Linked DNA regions of Mus musculus: region 2 is linked to region 1. The links are chromatin contacts, called in public promoter capture Hi-C maps. All regions are on one chromosome and are shown on one strand. The core of a region is the stretch at or near the end of the contact, and the rest is flanking DNA. Distances in the headings are between cores, read along the strand shown.

Region 1 (2,858 bases), core at 158-2,657:
GTGGTCAGTTCCACATTCGTGACCGGATACACGAAAACCTCAAAACCAGGCACGCCAGGGCACCCAAAGATGCAGGCGCCAGGACACTTGTAGCAAGGATATCAGGCTTGGTGCCCAAAGACGGGAGAGCCTGAGGCTGCATGCTAAACTGTAGTCCCGCCCCAAGCAGCAAGCCACTGGATTGGATGGGAGCTGCGCAGGATGCTCCTCGTGAGCACTGCGGGGTGCATGCTTCAGATCGCTCCCGGCTGGGCGAGCTGATACAGGCTCGCTGCTACCCTTAATTCTGCAGTGTACCCGTGCCTCGCCTTCCCGGGAACTGCCTTGGTTTTCCATATCTGATCCCAGTCTCTAGCCCACTGCCCCTAGATCTGTGCCTTCCTGGCTCCATGGCTCTTTGCGTCTGGGTCCTAGAGTCACCCGAGCTCAAAACGTGCGACTGACTACTTACTCTGTTCGGGTCTTAGTGAGACTAGGTGAGCATGGGGCACCTCTAAACGAGTATTTTGCTTCTTTGCTATTTTCCGTAAGTGTTGATAATGAAGATGTGAATGATAAATTGGTATGCGTGGCGTTTTTGCAGTCCAATTTAATGACATAATTTTTGTTTGTTCAGTGCGTTCTCAGCTTTTGTTTTATTTAAGACTGTCTGGCCTTGAATTTGAGGCTATGCCCCTGCCTCTGACTCCTGGGTGATGGAACTATAGTTGTTTCCCACTGTACCTGGTTGAGACACGAGGCATTTCCCCCACATGCACCGCACTTGGATTCCAAAACTTGCACAAAAGCACAATCAAGGTTGTTCATACCTTCCTTTGGATTATGCTTGGCAAACCACAAGCATTATTAGTATGAAACAAAAGTTGCTTGATCTATCATCTCATATACTGAAATCAGTGAGGAGCACAGATCGATCCATTTGATAAGGTTCAGAAGAGAAATGTTTCTATGGCTCTGGGCATTTGAATGTTGCTGTTTCAGGACACCGTGCTGGAAAAGTCATTGTGACAAACTGGCTTCCCTTCTATGAGCCCGTTTCCTTCACGAAACTAAAAAGACTTCTCATGTGCCCCTTCCCTCACCACTTCACATTTCCAGGTTAAGAAAGTAAGGGCTGGATTTTGAGGAAGAAGAAGAAGAAGAAACACTGAAGAGCAGCCAGGCTCCCTTTTTGTAAGTGGGCTCTGAATTTGACATCACTCATTCGCTTAAGAGAACCTGAGACAGAGCTGCTTACTTAGAAATTCATCTGTCGAGATAAATAATGAGGACAAAGCAGATTTTCACTTTTCTTACCAGTGGATGTGGTAGAGCAAAGCCCACATCTTCATCTATGTGGTGGTCTTCAAGGATCCTTCTAGAACCTTCTGTAGGAGATATTTTACTGAGTGCCATTGCTGTCTACTCCACTGACCCCCCACTTGGCCACTGAAGGAATGTCCCAGCATCTCTTATAGGGTTTAGCCAAACCCCACAGCTGACACGTAATACTCGGGGAGAAGTGGCTTCCACCTGGGACAGTTTCATTTTCTGTTTTATGTATTTGCAATTTGATAAACAACCAAACCACAAAGGATCTCTCTTCGTCATATGAAGAAACTAAACATTTGTGTTTCTTATCAGATTTATCCCATAAGGACATCAACTGTTGGCTCTGATGGCCTCAGCTTCCCAGTGCCAATTATGGTGACCGAGTGCACACTCAGGCCTCGGCCCTGGAAACCACCCCATCAGTGGTTTGGGTGGCCACCTGTTACCCCAGCAGGAGGATTGGGTGTTCAAGCCACAAAGTGCCCAACTCACATGACAAGAACCATGAGGACAGGTGACCAGGAGAATGCATTTTGCTTTAGAAAACGTTCAGAGTTTGGGTTTAAAATAAAGACAGCCGAACTAGCAATAGCTGTCCGTTATTGGCTTTCACACGAGGGAACTTATGTCCTGTTTTAAATGTCAGTGTTTTGTCTCTCCAGCTCTGAAACACAACCTGGGACACACAGGAGAGTCAGCCTCAGAAGTAGCACAGAGGGGGATCATCACCAGACCCTTCCCCCTAGTTTTCTTCCCTAGGTTCTTGTCTGTGCTAAGGCTAATGGAGGGTTCACTTCTTCACATGATTTGTAAGCCATATCTTGGAAGGTGGTCCACCTTTCCTACTCTATCTGGCTGCCAGGGACCGACTCCTGACAAGCTCTCAGCCCTGCCCACCTGGAGATTCTCTAATGTGTTCAAAAGTAAAGAGCAGCGTCAAATAACTAAAAACATTCCTTGCAATACAAAATTGAGACTCTGGTAAAGGTGTACAGAGAACTCCTAAGTTTATGTCCACTTTGATGAAATGGATTTTGGGTTTGTTGTTGTTTTGTTTTGTATGGGTTTTTAATTAATTAATTAATTAATTAATTAATTTTAAGAAAGTGCCTCGCCAATTTGTAAAACACATGAAACTGAAGAAGAACGAAGACCAAAGTGTGGACACTTTGCCCCTTCTTAGAATTGGAAACAATCACCCATAAAAGGAGTTACAGAGACAAAGTTTGGAGGTGAGACAAAAGGATGGACCATCTAGAGACTGCCATATCCAGGGATCCATCCCATAATTAGTCTCCAAACGATGACACCATTGCATACACTAGCAAGCATTTGCTGAAAGGACCCTGATATAGCTGTCTCTTGTGAGACTAGGCCGGGGCCTAGCAAACACATAAGTGGATGCTCACAGTCAGCTATTGGATGGATCACAGGGCTCCCAATGGATGAGCTAGAGAAAGTATCCAAGGAGCTAAAGAGATCTGCAACCCTGTAGGTGCAACAACATTATGAACTAACCAGTACCCCGGAGCTCTTGACTTTAGCTG
Region 2 (2,744 bases), core at 82-2,581, 920 kb after region 1:
TTTTGGCACACTTACATTCATTCAGTCTGCTTCTCATGGGGGAGACCCATAGAGGGACTAGATCTTATCAGATTCGTGACATGCCCAAAGTCTTTGAGTGGTGGAATTCACACCTAGTGTGACATATTCCACCCTTCCAGTGGTCCCCAAGTAGACATCACATCACAGTCACCAGGAAAATTTGCAGAGCCCCCACCCCACTGCTATGCAGCAAACCAACAGGTACCAACCACCTAGTCAGGTCTAGAGTGTGCTGGAATCAAAGCACTGTCTTTGCCTTTGTCAAAGCTGCATCGCCAACCCCTGTGTTTGATTTGTTTGAGACAGGGTCTGTAAGCACAGGCTGTCGTCTCAGTCCCTATGTGGCCAACGGTGATCTTAAGTCTCTGACCCTCCAGGGCTAGGATTGCATATGTACATCATCATTTTAGACTGCTGGAAAGTGAGCTCCTGCAACGAGGCGAAGGCCCCACTGGCTGTCTCAGAATTGTTAGCATGCTTCATCAAAACATCGGGATTTCTCATGTCCAAGCAGGATCAAAAATTTTTATTTTTTAACAATCTCAATATGATTCACGTCCACTGGACTCATTGGATTAAAGAGCCACAGATTAACATCTCTGTGGAGGGACCTGGTGGGAAGGGCATTTCAGCGATTTTCTTTGAGGTTCATAGTATACTGTGGAGGCTCTGGTTTGACTCTGATTAATTCCTAAGGCAAACAAAACAAAACAAGCAAGCAAGTAAACAAACATCCCCCCCCATCCGAAAAAAAAAAAAAACAAAAACCCCTCCTCTCTTCGGTTGCTTCCTGAAAGCTGGTGATTTCTAAGGCTACCATGAACAGCACTGTAGAATTTGCAGGGTCCATTCCAGCGTGAACCACAAAACCTAAATTATGTGGCTGGGGAAAGTTGAGATCCAAGGAAAGGGTCTGAGGGGGAAAGTCAACCGATCCATCAATAAAAACAGTTCGTATATTGTAAGCTATGTGAGGGTCCTATTTATTCCTTTTAGAGACGGGAAAACCGAGATTTAGAGCACGAAAATCATACCCCAAGGCACAGAGATAACCAAAGACCAAGTTGCCCAGTGCAACCTCAAAATTATAGCCAGGCACCCGCCCCTCCCCACCCTCCACTCCTGTCCCCAAATCGCTGATCTACACACAGTCTGAAATTCGGGCGCCCTCCAGGCGAAAACTCAAGTTAGACCAGACTGTAGAGCAGTTCTGCTCGCTCCAGGCTTCTCCGGGGCTGCAGCTTGAGAACTACAAGGCCCAGCAGGCAACTGCAAGGGGAGGAGGAGGAGGTGGGACTAGCGCCGGGTGGGAGTGAGAGAGCGAGCCCTCGCGCCTCGCCGGCGCACAGCGCTCGGAGCGCTCCTGCGGGTACTTTGGCGGGGCTCTCCGCTGCGGGCGGCGCGGAACGGGAGCCGGAACCCTGGTGCAGCCGCTGCGTGCAGAGGACCCGGGCTGCGCAGGGAAGCGGGGCCGAGACGTCCGGACTGGACTGAGACTGTGCTTAGCGCATTGCGGCGACCTCGCCTTTCCCGGCCGCGAGCGCGCGCCGCAGCTGGAAAAGCAGCGGAGACCGAGGACTTTTCTCAGGTCCCAGGGGCGCACCACAGCCGTGCTGCAGTCAATGCACGCCGGAGCCCCAGGAGGGGTGATGGAACTCGGGCTGCCAGAAGCCTGAGACGCCGCCACCGCCGCCGCTGCGTACTGGAGAGCGGGGGGCGCACGATCTGGGGACCCCGGGCGGCGGACCCGAGCCCTCCCCCCCGCCCCGCCTCCGGGGCACCAGCTTCGGCTCCATTGTTCCCGCCCGGGCTGGAGGCGCCCGGCTCGGAGTGCCGCCGGGAGTCGTGCCTCGGCCGCGGAGCCCTCGAGACCCCATCAGGATCTGAACGGAGCCCGGAGACGAGCGGCGGGAGCGCAAGACACAGACACCCGCCGCGCCACGGCGAGCTCTCCAGAGGCGGGACCGCAGCGCCAAGTGAGGTAAGAGTCGCCGGCGCCCGCAGAGCCGGCTGGCTGGGCGTCCCGAGCGGCCCCCGCGCTTCGCCAGTCGCAGCCCGCGCCTCCCTCCTCCAATCCCCCACCCCACCCCCGACTCCGCTCCCTCCCCGGCGCCCCTGTCCCTCCTCCCTCGGCCAGTGTCGCTGCCCGCGCCCCCTCCCCGCGCGCTGGGCCCGCTGCTGCTGCCCGCTGCCTAACTTTTCCGCCAACTCGCGCTCCGGAGCTAGCGAGGAGGCTGCTGCGCTCCGAGTCCAGACCCCGACCCTCTTGGCCCAGGAGAAGGCGGCGGAAGCTGTGTGTTCCCTACTGGGGAGGAGGGCGGGAATGGGCCGGGAGATGGAGGGTGTGTGTGTGTGTGTGTGTGTGTGTACATCATCTATCTTTTGGTCCTCTTGCGGATTCACCCCGTTTCAGCCGGTGGCTTTAAGCTCAACACCCTACATCTGGGATCTTTTCAAGTGTTTTCCTACCTCCGGGCAAGTCTGGGGTCCAGGTTGGGGGGTTGAAGAGGAAAGGAAGTGGCGGGGAAGGCTAGCTTGTCTTGGAATAGGTTTGAAGGAGGTGTCGTCACCAAATGGCTGAATCGGCTTTAGCGGAGAGCGAGCAAAGATTCCCCCCCCTTTTGAGGGGTGATGGTGGTGGTGGTGGTAATGTTCTATTTTATCTTAGACCTAGAGGACTCTTGAAGGGGTCTGGAGAAGCGGGGGGTGGGGGGTCTCGGGGT

The links. Promoter capture Hi-C pulls out the DNA fragments that hold promoters and counts their contacts.
Region 2: a contact with region 1 is called in a promoter capture Hi-C map of the C10 cell line. The contact joins the promoter of Fgfr1 here to the promoter of Ido1 in region 1. A contact is called at or near these places in 2 of 39 promoter capture datasets (both in the C10 cell line) and 1 of 9 other capture datasets (liver).

Annotation. Positions count from the first base shown.
Region 1 is chr8:24,595,545-24,598,402 of GRCm38.p6, forward strand. It overlaps Ido1 (indoleamine 2,3-dioxygenase 1), which reads right to left and starts at 1,408. Exons shown (of 10, transcript NM_008324.2): 1 at 1,297-1,408. The coding sequence starts at 1,395. Gm51565 (a long non-coding RNA gene) reads left to right here and starts at 67. Exons shown (of 2, transcript XR_003947523.1): 1 at 67-476; 2 at 1,099-1,900.
Region 2 is chr8:25,517,428-25,520,171 of GRCm38.p6, forward strand. It overlaps Fgfr1 (fibroblast growth factor receptor 1), which reads left to right and starts at 1,332. Exons shown (of 18, transcript NM_010206.3): 1 at 1,332-2,002. Gm31288 (a long non-coding RNA gene) reads right to left here. Exons shown (of 3, transcript XR_003947368.1): 3 at 2,261-2,744. RefSeq lists promoters at 497-1,471, 1,257-1,471.